Regions from separate parts of the Mus musculus genome. Here region 2 is linked to region 1. The links are chromatin contacts, called in public Hi-C maps. All regions are on one chromosome and are shown on one strand. Each heading gives the region's core, a stretch centred on a gene start, on an enhancer-like site or on the middle of the called end of the contact. The rest is flanking DNA. Distances are from core to core; before and after follow the strand shown. Region 1 overlaps 4930544M13Rik (RIKEN cDNA 4930544M13 gene). Region 2 has its middle 61 kb from the start of Gm34790.

Evidence for each region. A called contact is a pair of places that touch in the nucleus more often than the background predicts.
Region 2: a contact with region 1 is called in a Hi-C map of liver, with 2.9 times the contacts expected there. The contact joins two enhancer-like sites. A contact is called at or near these places in 1 of 39 promoter capture datasets (liver), 10 of 484 Hi-C or Micro-C datasets (3T3-L1-derived adipocytes, the AML12 cell line, the HPC-5 cell line and 4 more) and 4 of 115 datasets of contacts at active chromatin or transcription factors (differentiating embryonic stem cells, extraembryonic endoderm stem cells, heart atrium and 1 more).

The regions. Positions count from the first base shown.
Region 1 is chr13:114,675,512-114,682,184 of GRCm38.p6, reverse strand. All of the region lies in intron 3 of 4930544M13Rik (RIKEN cDNA 4930544M13 gene), which reads right to left. Among named protein-coding and RNA genes, the nearest start is that of 4930544M13Rik, 72 kb to the right of the region's middle. Within about 2 kb of position 1,989, at least 66 of the 459 cell types and tissues checked have an H3K27ac peak or open chromatin away from gene starts, as enhancers often do. A contact at or near this core is called in extraembryonic endoderm stem cells and liver, where this site is marked.
Region 2 is chr13:114,754,095-114,761,091 of GRCm38.p6, reverse strand. No RefSeq gene overlaps it. Among named protein-coding and RNA genes, the nearest start is that of Gm34790, 61 kb to the left of the region's middle. Within about 2 kb of position 3,136, at least 4 of the 459 cell types and tissues checked have an H3K27ac peak or open chromatin away from gene starts, as enhancers often do. A contact at or near this core is called in extraembryonic endoderm stem cells and liver, where this site is marked.

The DNA of each region.
Region 1 (6,673 bases), core at 740-3,239:
GTGGCTTTGTTTTTTGTTTTTTTAACTTTTTCCTGTAGTCAGTTTCCTACACGCCATATCCTTTGACAAATGCCAACTGTGGGTTCTGTTTTCCTGCTGGGTTCTGTCTGAAGCAGTCATCTGATAAAGGGAAAGGAGGTAGTGGGCGATGTGACTTATGCATGTGAAGGATGAGGATGGCCTGCAGCAAGGACTGATCAAAGCTACAAAGACACAGCTTGTTGCACTGAGTTCTGTATGTGGTCAGCAGCATCACTTCTCCGATGGTATCACTTATGGCCACCAAGCTGTAGGAAGAACGACGGCAAATGTAGACGTTGATTAAAGATTTGTTAGTAGATGGGTGTTGGAAGGGAAATGGCCAAGGTTATCAAAGACTCTGGGAAAGACCTGTAAGCCAAGTCTCCCTGAGTGAAGTTCAGAGCACATTGAAAGTTTTATTCCAAGAGAGATGTAACTACTTCAGCGTATAAATAGAATTAAATAAGAAAGTTGTTTTATACTAGGGCTTTGGAGGGGACAAGACCACCCTACTCTATCAAATTTGTCTCCGGTTTCTTTCAGTGATGTAATGGTTAAGCCTTATCATATGATCAACGATTTCATCAAATCTTTGCTAAGCAAAAGTGGTTCATTGCTTTTGAGTCATCATTTGGAGTCTACTTAGGTTACATTTAGTTAATAAAGAAACAAATAGCTGAACTCTGTTTTGCCTTTTATATCTCATTCTGTTTGTCAAATACTCCAGGCTTAGGGAGGGTCAGCTCAGCACAAACTGCTGCACATTTCCAGAGCAAGTGCAGATTCTGTAATCTGTTGTGTAACAAGACTCTAGGGAGCCACCTCGTCAAAGCAAAGACACTCCCCTAGAGAGAAACTTACCCTTCATTAATACAAATTATGTTGAGGACAACTCATATCCTGAGGATAGGAAGTAAAAGGCGATCTACCCACTCTCGCCAGTACCTGATGTTCTTTAAAACCATCACTTTCACATGGAGGAAGTAGTCTCTTGAATGCAGAGCCCATTTGTTCCCACCCTAAGGCAAACAATGGTGCATCTGAGAGGTCTCCTTCCTCCCTGGGCTCTCACTTTCATACCCTTTGTTACTCTCAAACCCAGATGGAGCTAGAGATGTTTCTCGAGGCTGTTCACTCGTGCAAACCAAACTGCAGTGTGGAAGGAGTTTTGTTGTGATAGTGGTGGCAGTGATTATTGCACACACACACCCAAATCCTCTTTGTTGACAGTAATACAGTACTTTAATCAGTTAAAGGGAGTTCTATTTGGCTGTGGCAATTCTGGTTGCAAAGAAACAAACTATATTCAAATAAAACCAAAAGGAAAAGATTCCATTTGGGACTGGGCTTTCTTCTCAATAACTCTCCCTGTCCCCGAGCATTGCAGGCCAGTGAATATTTGCTAATACTTGGATACTGTGGGGAAAGAAATGCTGGAGAATAGCAAGAGCCTCTTGTCCCCACACCTTGGGCAGCATGAACTGTGTAAGAACACATCCTGTGAGACAGGTTTTCTAGCCGAATGGAAACTTGGTTGGTAACGGGACTCGCGCTTGGGTGAATAATTAACCCAGGTGTTTGCCTTAGCTGTTACTGTATAACAAACCACCCCAAAAGACCGAGACAACCACAGCCTATCAGCTCCTGACTCTGCAGTCTGAGGCTTTCACCAGAGCAGGGTTTGGCACGTTCTAGCTGTAGCTGTCTGTCTCTCGTGTGTCTGTAGTTATCTGAGGGAACAGAGTGAGACTTGAAAATCCAAGATAGTCTTATTCACGTCCCCGGGGCTTGTCTTTTCAGCTAATCTCCACAGACTGTAACTGCTTGTGCTTCCCATAATTACTGTTCTCTTCTCTAGCATCATTTACAGGAACTAATTCACCTGGGGCGTTTGCCGCTGTTGTGTGCTCCTACAGCCCCTGGGTACTGGCCCAGCCTCCTACACTACAGCTGAGCTGGTCACCCTCTGTGACTTCACCTCCCCATCTGATTTCTGCTTCTGCCCAGCCCCAATGAACACAAAGTGGATGTCAATAGCTTGAGAACAGAGCCTTCTTGTTTGTGTTTTTATCCCTTGCATCTGGCACTGCGCCTGAATAAGAGATTACCTGTTGAGGAAGTACAACTTAATGGCCAAATTGGGAATTAAAAAAATAATAATATTAATTCCACTGCTGTGGAATTTCCACAAATTCCACAAAACGGAGATTGGGTAAAAGGAAGTAAAGAGCAGGGCTTTGAATGATGAGTCATTTTGATGTGGTAATGGCAGAGTTTGATAAAATCTGCTTTTTCATGACTACATTTGACTGAGGTAGGTTTTTCTCAAGAAAAATAGGAAAACAGTCGAAATCAGTTAATACAGAGGTAGGAAACAATAATATTAGTGTTTTTACCATTTAGGAGTATATGAAATACCTAGCAAAATCATTTTTAGATGAAGATTTTTTCCCTCATCTCACTTTATTTTAACTACTTATTCTCCTATAAATAGTGTTATATAAGTCATACATATCATATACATAATTCTTATTTCCTGAGTGCCGTGATAAATACACCATAGAATAGGAAAATGCAGCCAGATAAGAGGTATGTGAAAAAAATCAAGGACAGAGTTTTGGGGAACAGTACTTGCCAAATGGGTGAAGGGAACCCGAAAGAGCCAAAAGGATTAAAACAAGAAACCATAGCAGCAGGTACCTTTCATGGAACCCTGAACTCAAGAAGATCAATTAGAGTTGTCTTAAATGCAGCAAAGGGCCAGGCCTTTGGCTCTACGGACACATTCGCCAGATGGCTACACATCCAAGTGAGAAAGCACAGCGCTGGACCCACTTTGGGTGTCCGTTCTTTGAAAGAGGGAAACTTCTAGAGAAGGGCTTCCCTCTGGGCAATCTGTCAACACAGCAATCAGCTGGAAGTGAGTCCATGGGACTGGCAGCAGGACGTGGCTGGCACACCTTAATTCCATTTATTAAAACCCTGCTCTAGTAACAGAGCAAGTTTAGACTTCTGTTTGACAATTTGAGAGCAAGGAGACTCAAATCTCCATTGTTAAAAGCACGAAAAACCACATTCTGGGGTGGTAGTAACTTTCAAAGATGACTCGTGATCATTTTCATCAGAATTCTACTAAAGCACACAATTATAGGAGCAGTGTGTACTAACCACAAAATGAGTAAAGTTTCTGTTATAACGTGCAGAGTTTGAGTAGATGGAGCAAGTATACAGTAACCATCAGAATGATGTATAAGGGAGTTTGCTTCCTGGAAGGCTGCCTTATGGAAGCTGCTGATACAAATCCCTGGAAATAAGAATATGAGCCTTAGGAGATGTGTGTGTGTGTGTGTGTGTGTGTGTGTGTGTGTGTGTATGGAGGGTGGGGGCAGGGCTTTGCAGAGCATTGCCTTAAATTAACTTCATCACCCAAGAAGCATATCCATCTATACTCATCATTTGGGGGGAATTAGGAGGTAGGATGAGACTGGATGTCAGCAAAGTAATAACACTGTGTGCACAGTGTTCCAGGTGGATGGAGGGGAATAAAAGGGAAAAGCTTTGAAGTGTACAGAAATATGGATTTCTCCACTCGATCTAGTCAAAGCGAGTATTTGGATGAGATACTTGTACTAGTTTAGCATGTATTTATTTACTGGATGCCTATGTGGCTGATGGACAGAACACCACGAAGGATTCAAGAATGCATGTACATAATTCAGATATTTGAACAATTTCGTAGTGTAGGAGTTATAAAAGAATAAATATCAGAGCAAATTCAATGTAACTACTGATGCAAACTAAATATATTATATGTAATATATGTATATGTAACATATATTTAGCAGGACTATATGTAACATCTGCAGCTTGAATTCTGTATGTAAAAAATGGGGTTGAAAACCCAGGATAGCTTTGAAGCCATTCACCGGCACTTGCATACATTCCAAGTATTTGCTTTGGTAATCAATAAAGCTAAATGACTCTAAATGATATACATTTAGTAAAATCATGGCGAGCAAATGATCATCACCCAATTTTCCTAATTCCCAAGTCTCAAAAGTGTCAAAGGACTCAATATTTTGAACTTAAACCTTTTGCTACTCAAATTCACCTCCTTCGTCATCAGTTCCAAGAAGGCTTTCAGTCAATCAATGACTGTGTCAGGTGATATCTTACTCATTGTCTCTATTATCACAATGACGCCTCGTCAGTTGTATACAATTGTTCACCCACTACACTACAATCTCTATCTAAGTGGAGGTAGATACTCAACACATGCAAGCATATGGCCGGCTGGGTAAGAAACTAACAATCGTGCATTATCTGAGGAAACTGTACTAGAAGAGAGGCTTTCTTACCTAGCTGTACTGTTCTGAATATCCTTCCATTTCGTCTCATCTAAGCATGGCCCAGGAATCTCTAAGTCCTTTCCAAGTAAGTTTACTGAATCAAGAAAGCAAAGCCAGAGGAAAGAAGATTGGGAAGAGTGTGTATGCTTCTGTGTGAAAAACACTTCCACATTTTAGCAATAACAACAAATTAGCATTGATTTACTGAGGACTTCCATAGCATGATCTGTGCTTACTATTTTGACTTTCTCAACCCCACAGCATGCCTACTTCAGCCATGCACTAAAGCAAAGCCTTAGAATGAGCTAATATAACCGCAGTGTTACATGGTTTCAACATACCCGAACCATAACAGTGATATGTTTCTTCTCGTCCTCCTACCAAAATCTGCCTTCTGCATCTAGTAGTAAGTATAAAAGTCCTTTGTGATGACTAGGGTAGCTACAATGTTGTTTCCTAAGAATAAACAACAATACCATCAGACTGTAAGGTCTGTTTGAGGAACAGAAAATAACGATATCTACTGATAATGTTTTTACCCTATTTCTATTTCAGAAAGCAGTAACAGAATCAGATGGGCATCCAACTGTCATTTTGTTATTGGTACAGCTAGATTGAAGAGTGTGGCATGGAGTCAAGACTCTCTTCCTCTCCCCTGGCATGGAACTATGGCTGAAACACTGGAAAAAAATCACAACTAGGCAGCTCAGATCACTGTCCTAGTCTACCCTCACTCTCTGCTCCCCCCAAAGGGGAATCTCACACTTATTTACCAGCCCTTTTCTAAAAGAAAGAGAAGGGGATTGTCAGCCACAAAGTTTACAAAGGGGTGGTATAAATACAACATAAAGAAAAGAGAATCCAAGATGGCGGAGTAGAGGTACCACTTTCTCTACAAAGAACTCTAGGCAGCTCTTTCCATTTGGCTCTATAATAATGTCCATTGAGAAATTCTCATATCTCTAAGATTTCTCTCATCTATAGCAAGGAAGTCTGAGGATTGTCCCATTTACTGTTTATCTTAAATCCAGAGTGTCTAGTAAAAAACTGAGTCCCCCTGACCTGAGGCTGGGAAGTCAGGTCTCTACTTGCTATGCTTTGTCTTTGTTTCTTACAGGATTCCTATTTTCCATTGCTGAGTTCCAGTCACTTCCTCAAACATCGTCTTTAAAGGCTATATCCTCACACTGCTACCATCACTTATACGTGTATGCTGACCATGGTTTCTGTTGCTTATGTCCTTACACTTGCCTCCTGCCATCTAATTATCTCTAGTGCTACCTGCCTTCACTATATCTGACTAGAGCCTGTCCTTCCTGTAATCCTGGTTGTGTCAGAACTTCTCAGAGTTCAGATGTCTCTGTGATCCTGTGACTCTGTGATCCTGCGATCCTGATATCCTGAGTATGTCAGAGCTCCTGGGTATCAAGTTGCCTCTGGGATCCTGAGTTCCTGATGTGACCAAGCTCCTGAGATCCTGGGATCCTGTGAGCCTGTGGAGCTGGACTTATTAGAGCGCCTGGGAGTGGAGCTTTTTTCTGGGAGTTGTGGAACTGGCTGTGGACTTCATGCTCAAGGTCTGCTCAGGGCACCAGCCCAGACTGCAAGGAACTCTTGCCGCTGGTCAGGCGGAGTTCCTGAGTCCCGCTGGTCCCAGACTTCCGGTGTTGGGGCAGGTGTTGTGTCCTCCTTACTTATGATCCTATGATCATAGGAGTGTTAGAGCGCCTGGGAGTGGTTCTTCCACTGAGTGTTGTGTGACTTCCTGCAGAGTTCAGGCCCAAGGTCTGCTCAGGGCACCGGCCCAGACCAGAAGGAGCGTGTGCCACTGATCAGAGAGTTCCTGGGTGCTGGGGTCCAGCTGGTCCCAGTTACTTCCAGTGTTGGGGCAGATGTTGTGTCTTCCTCACCTCTGATCCTATGATCCTGGGCCTCTCCTTTTTCTACAGTCCAGGATTTCCTGTTCTGGAAGCAATCACACACACACACACACACACACACACACACACACACACACACACACAGAGACACACACAATTAAAAGGTACTTTCCAACATCAATGTAATGTCATCAAGGTAATCCCCTACAGATATACCCAAAGATTGGACCAGAAATGAATAAAATAGATAAATTCAAAAGAGCAATAAAACAGGGTTGCCATTGCAGGGAGAGGAAATGGAGTGAATAAATATACAACTAAGCTAAGTAAATATAAAAGAAAATACTCCAAAAATTCATACTCAACTTTCAAAGGAGCCATTACTACTAATATGTTGTTATACCAAATATTTAAGGTTTAAAC
Region 2 (6,997 bases), core at 1,887-4,386, 78 kb before region 1:
AAGGACAGTTGGAGACATAGCTGTGGGCAAACTCAGACCCTTGCGGATGGAAGTTGGCTGGCCCTGGTGTCATTGGGCAATGACCATGGGAAAGAACAGACAAACAAGAAATATTGCATGGTCTTAAAGATACAGGAAAGGTTTCAAAGTCAGAAAAAAAAGAAAGGGGATTTTTAAGAGTGATGTGGAAGATGCGAGTTTTGGAGGAATCTTAGATGCTTAAAATGTTTGCTTTCTTTGTGTTCTTAAAGTATGGGTGAAGTACCACATGTTTTTGAACAACTGCCACCTTTCTTAAGTACTTCTGGGATTTGTTTTCCCCATTCATAAAGCACTGATTTATCAAAAAAAAATCATTATTTTAAGCACTGTTGTTTTTATCAGCCCAAACAATCAAATCTTTTATTGTATACTATTCAAATTAAAGGGTCCAGCTGAGGTCACAGGACAGACTCTGCACAGTAAATACCTCTCTTCCACAGAACACTTTGTTTTCTCACTCCACTGGAGACGAGAAAAGCAGAAATAAATTTTGACAAAATAAAATAAAATATCTCCCTTAAAAGGGTTTAGAAAACTAGAAAGATGACAGAGGTCTCTACAAATAATGTGTAGCTGTGGTTATTAATGACAGATAACAAAGTGATAGATAACAGAATGAAATTAGGCAAATTGAACTTGACCCTATCCCTGTAGATAAATATACAAAATATAAATAGTTTGTGAAGATGTTTATTAATCAACTCACCTTATGGTCTATAAAGTGAGTCCTACGCAGATTAAAATCATGACTTTCTAGCTGCAAATTATTCCCTGGAAGATGGCTGGGCCTTTTTGGAGGTTTTTCAACTCCCAAGTTGTTTGAAAGCTTTTAATGTGAGAGTGGAATTGATAACTGATACCCTGTGGAGTTTGTAAAAATTAAGAAGAGAATGACTCAAAGGGAGTCACTTGGAGAATCTGGTCAAGTGTGAGACAAACAGGGGACAGGAGAGATCTTTCTGTGATTTGGGCAAGATCGGACTGTCCACACCCTTCCCCACTTACTCACAGTGCCTGTGAATTCCAAGTGAAGCTTGGAAGAGTTTTGTCCTGATCAGCATCTTGAGTTCCACCCCACCCCCCACCCCCCTCCTGAAATGCTCTAGCAACTTTCTTAGAGACAAATTTATTAATGAGGATCCAGCAGAGAAATTGTGTTCCCATGTGTTTAATTTGTTAGCAGAGTTCACCGTGTATCTTACATGTGTACAATTTTTATGACTTTTTAGCAGAGTGCTTTATTACTGCTGGTCTAGTCTGGCCAAGTGAACTTTTTTTGTCAAAAGGGATGCTGTCCTTGTCACCATTTTTGTTAACATTTTAAGAGTGCTTTTTCAGTGCAGGACACTGATGTCTTTCTGTAGTGACAATGTGCAAAGTCATGTGGTGATCTGATAGTGTAACAGCACACTACTCTTGCATCTAAGAAGATGGAATTCATAACTTAAAGTAACTTCTATCTTAGACTTTAACTCAGCCCGTGCTGGTGGAGCCAAAGTAGTATTTCTCCTTGAGCTGGTGGACTTTCTGACTTTTTATTCATCTTTTTTAAAAATACACACTCCACAACACGTTATCAGCACAGAGCACCAGAGATGCTTGTTAAACAAATTATTACCACGTTTTTATTACATCAATTTAATCTTGCTTGTCATACTTTATAACTGGAGTTTGTCACATGACATATTATTAGGTAATTATTCCCTTTGGAATTGTGTGTTAAGATGATAAAAATGCTAAATTCAGAAAGATAGTTGCTATTTGGAAGATTTCTTTTTTAAAGCATTCTCAATCTTGCTAAACTTAGGTCTTCTTGACAACTCTCACTGTTTTTGTTGTTGTTGTTGTTTTGTTTTTGTTTTTTTAAGACCTCTGGTTCCTGTGGGTATGAGTCCCACCCAGGCCTTGGATTCCCTCTGTTACTTCTAGAACATGAAGTGATGCTTCAAATGAAAGAAGTGTTGTATACCAGGATTTCAGTGAATTAGCAATTCACCTTTTGTATTTCTTGATGATGACTTTCTACATAAAGGAAGCCTCTGTCAACAGGTCTCTCTCTCTCTCTCTCTCTCTCTCTCTCTCTCTCTCTCTCTCTCTCTCTCTCTCTCTCTCTCCCTCCCTCCCTCTCCCTCTCCCTCTCCCTCTCCTCTTTCTCCTCTCTTTCTCCTCTCCTCTCCCTCTCCTCTCCTCTCCTCTCCTCTCTTCTCCTCTCCCCCTCTCTCTCTCCCTCCCTCCCTCTTTCCTCTCCTTCACCTATCTCTTCTCTCTCCTCTCCCTCTCCTCTTTCTCCTCTCCTCTCCTCCCTCTCCTCTTTCTCCTCTCTTCTCCTCCCTCTCCTCTTTCTCCTCTCCTCTCCTCCCTCTCCTCTCCTCTCTCTCTCCTCTCTCTCTCTCTCTCTCTTTTCTCTCTCCTCTTCCCTCCCTTTTCTCCTCTCTTTTTCTTCTCCCTCTCCTCTCCTCTCCTCTCCTCTCCTCTCCTCTCCTCTCCTCTCCTCTCCTCTCCTCTCCTCTCCTCTCCTCTCCTCTCCTCCCTTCTCTTCTCCTCTCCCCCTCTCTCTTCCTCCCTTCCTCTTTCCTCTCCTTCACCTATCTCCTCTCTCTCCTCTCCCTCTCCTCTCCTCTCCTCTCCTCTCCTCTCCTCTCCTCTCCTCTCCTCTCCTCTCCTCTCCTCTCCTCTTCTCCCCCCCTTCCCTCCCCCTCTCTCTCCCTCCCTCAAATTTATTATAGAACAAAATTTTAATGCTCTCAAGCTCTGAATGAAGATGCAAGAAGTATCAGGGCCCTCCCAAACCTTGCAGAATAGACCTCTCTTATGAGAAATTCAAAAAAAAATAAGTTTAATCATCTTTCCTTCATTTTAAAATACTTCTGTTGTCATTGTAAACTCAAATAGTGCTATGGATACTATAATAAGTGAGGACCCAAAAGGGATCTTATGGAGAATTCTAGTTAATTATCCTTTCAAGCAACCTTGACCTCGATATATCAACCTGGGGAAATGAAACTAGGGCCAAAAATTGCACACTGCTGACAAGGGAATCTGTGCTTTGTTCCAGTGTTGTTTGTTTTTCCCAGATTCACCTCCTTGTGACACAATTTCTCCATGACCTGGGTAGGTCAGCTTTACCTTGCCCTGAAGAGGTTCTTCCTACTTGGCGTTGCTTCAGTTGCTCACATTTAATCTTACTACAGTCACCTTTGATCACATTTTGGATGAAGCTGATTGGTTAGGACTTATAGAAATATGTTTTAGGTGAAGATCCCTTCTCTGTGCCATGACCCAGAGCACACCAGCCAAACTAGACCCTAGTCACCACACTGAAAGGCACTTTGAGAGAACTCCTGAGGAAGACATAGGCTGTTGGCACCTTATTGCTAGTGTCATTTGGACAGCTCTCCATTGGGTGGCAGTACATGTTCAGAACAACCCTCCCAGTACCAGCTAACAATAGTTCCAAAAAGGAACTTGAAGTTCTTTTCATAAATTCTAATAATAGTCTCTTTTAGAAAAAAAAACAACAACAACAGCTCATTGGCCATGTAATTGATGAGAGATGAACAAGAACTAAACTAGCTTCCAGATGTTTATGTATTTTAGTCAATTACTGCAGAGCCCATAGGTACAGATATAGCTATCATCACTATTGTATTACCAATATCTCCTCATTCTCTGGCATTCAAGTTTTAAAAGCTAATTCTATGCCAATAGGGATTTAAGGGGAATATTTAAATTATGAGAAATGAATTCACCAGTCTTTTCCATCAAGTGTCTGGGACTCATATTACCATACTTGGTCTCTAAGCTCATTTAAAAGCTGTGATCCTTTCTATCTGGCAGGGTTTTGGGATATAGACATGATCTTGTTTTCAACATGGAATTGGGAGTTGGGGGAGCTGCTAAGTTACCGTTCCCACTGAGTTATGTGTAGAACCATTTGGTCAGTTTTCAATCTCTGACACACTTGTCTTCTAGATTTGACATTTAAACATTAACCTACTCAGACCTGTAAGTTGGAGAAAGCCAGTGACGATGCTCTTGGGGGATTCGTGTTTGGTGCCTCTCTCTTGTGACTGTGTGTTTATGCTGAAGATGCTTTTTAGTTACTTGAGCTAGGGTGCATCTTAGAAAGTGTTTTTCTGGCCACAGACAGATACCATCTGTACTTAAGTAAACGTGGAATTATTTGTAAGGGGGAAAAGATTATTAGCACCAACTGAAAACCAAATGTTCCTAAAGTGAGTCCTTGGAGCAAATGACGGAGGGTTCACAGGGTTTCTTGGAAACGTTTACAAGACGCAGATAGTTTACCTAAGTCATTGGCATTGAGAGACCACTAAATATTGCTTTAACAATTCTTAATGATTTTAATCGTCAGAAATTATAGCTTACACACACACACACACACAACTGGGTGGGAAGGACAGTATATGTGCTTTAAACATACATACTTAAATTGTAAAAAATATTTTGTGTATCTACAGACATTTTTACATGGCATACAAAGGGAAATGTATAATTAATTCTTTTTCCCCTATTACTGCAATAATTACAATCACATAGATTTTCATAGAAATTTTTTAAAGCTTTTACTATTTTATCCATTGAGGGAAATTAAGCTATGTGTACAAGTTAATCCATAGAAAAGCAGATATGCCTCATGTTTAATTAGTTCTATGTTTGCAGAATTGCAGTCAGTGCAGAATGCAATGTAAATGAAGTTAAATATCAGTTTCCCTTGGCCATTACTTGAGAAAACCACCCAGTAGTGTTGTATGCCAGGGATGTGTGTCAGAGACAATCCATCCTACAAGAACACATGTTCCTGGGAGGCAGCATATACAGCATGTATTATTTTCCCTGTGTACCTTTTTAACAGACAGCTATGGACTTTGATAAAATTTTCAAAATAGATTTCTTGATCAGGTGAGGGCTAGAATGAATGTTCCCATAGACACTGTGTGATGGCACAGAGAAAAGGAGACAGTTATCAATCCCTAAACCCTCTGGGTAAAGGGAAACGATTGTTGGATTTGAGCTGGGCACGATGTTCTCTGCTGCATGTGATAATGACTGTCTGAGGTAGGAAAGAGTGAATCAAGCAGAAACCATGCCTATTGTACTTAGACGTCCTCCCTGTTCACCTCCCTGCTTGAAGATAATGAAAATGGGGTGTGGTTGGTGCTTGTGGAAGGATTTCAGTGTTTTACACTGCTCATTCCTGCCTCAGAGCACGTCTCAACCATATCTGTCTGGTGTTGTTCCTTGGGTAAACAGCGGAAAGCTACCTCGGAAAGCCTCTATTGGCAGCCCATACAGAGATTCTACCTACATGTGATCTCAGTTCTCCTTTTCAGTTCACTGACGCTGAGATTAAGAATCTCCATGCCTATCAGTGAAGGAGACTGTTAGGACATTCTGGGAATTTTTTTCTTTCATAGTAGCTTTAGGAAATGTTCTTAAATCGCCACTACTGGAGCAGGCATATGGCCACTTCTTAAGACTTCCCAAGAACGTATCCTTCACAGTACAAATGAACCAGTTTCTAAGAGGACTGTTAGCTTTGGATTGGAAGCAAAACTTCAATTCTGATCAATTTCCTTGTAAAGTTTCCAACGTTACCTAAATGCTAGTTTGGCTAAATATCTGAAGATGATAGAACTGATTACAAACAAAACTCTTACCATTAATAAAGAAAGAGCTAGGTTTATTTATTTGCTTTTCTAATGACAACCAAAACCCATGATGTGAAAGAGCCTTGCATCTTCTCATTCTTCAATAAGCTACTTCACTCAGGTCCCAGATCTTATGTGTGGTGTCTATTTTAAAAGCCTCCCCAACCTCCCTATTACAGGAGGACTCATATTCTCCCTAAAATCCAAGGTCCTAACCCCAAATGCAACTGTGTTAAGAGATAAGATCTTTAAGGAATTATTTACCATTAAGGGAAGACATAATTGGTAGGGCCCTAATTTAGAAGGTATCCTTACAGGAAGTAACTCAAATTGTCTCTTAACACCTCTTCTCTCTTTCTCTCCCCCTCTCCTCTCCTCTCCTTTCCCCTCTCCTCTTCTTTTGATGAAAGATGTAAGTAAAGTCATGGGAAAACACAGCAAGAAGAACCAGGAACCAACTCCTATGACTTGTGGATTTTGGCCTGGTACCCTCCATGGCTACGAGAAAGTGAATGTTGCTTAAGCCATGAGTTTTGTGCCTTTGCTGAGGCGCCCTCATCAGATGCTCCTCATTGACAGGATGTGTGTGGCCTCCTTCCCAGTTTTCACATCACTGTGTTGATTTCCTTTACCACATTTATCACAATTGGTAATGGTTATTGCAATGCATTTACTTTGTCCTCACCATCAAGATAAAAAGTTCTAAGATCACTATAGATGTTTTATGAATTGTCTGTGGGGAACAGAGAAATGCCAAGGAACCAGGACTCCATAGCAAAAATAGCTTATAGGAACTAAACTAAAATAGCATCTTAGAGTAGATTAGGTAAGAGAAAAGTGCCATCTTGAATTGATATCTAACTGGGAAATATGAACCAACAAGATGTGCTAGTAGATGTTATCTTGAAGGAGATGGAGATGGAATGAAGAACCAAGGATAACGCTTAAGTTTGTACCAAAAAGGAACCAGAAAATAAATGGTGAGGGCACTTTAAGAGCTGTGAAGTATAATGGAACCCATTCTATGTTAGAAGATGTCTAGTATGGATGCTTCCTATTCTAGCTCATTGCTTCTCAAAATTTAAAAGTATGCACAGGAACTATCTGGGAATCTTTTACAAATTTGGGTTCTGATTTAAGATCTGTAGTTTGTTCTTCGCCCAAATAAGTATTACATTATTTGGTTACTCTAGATATGTAATACATATTAAAATCACACAGCATGATTTCTTCAGTTTTTGTCCTTCTCTTTCAAAATTGTGTCCTGACCATAATAAGTTATT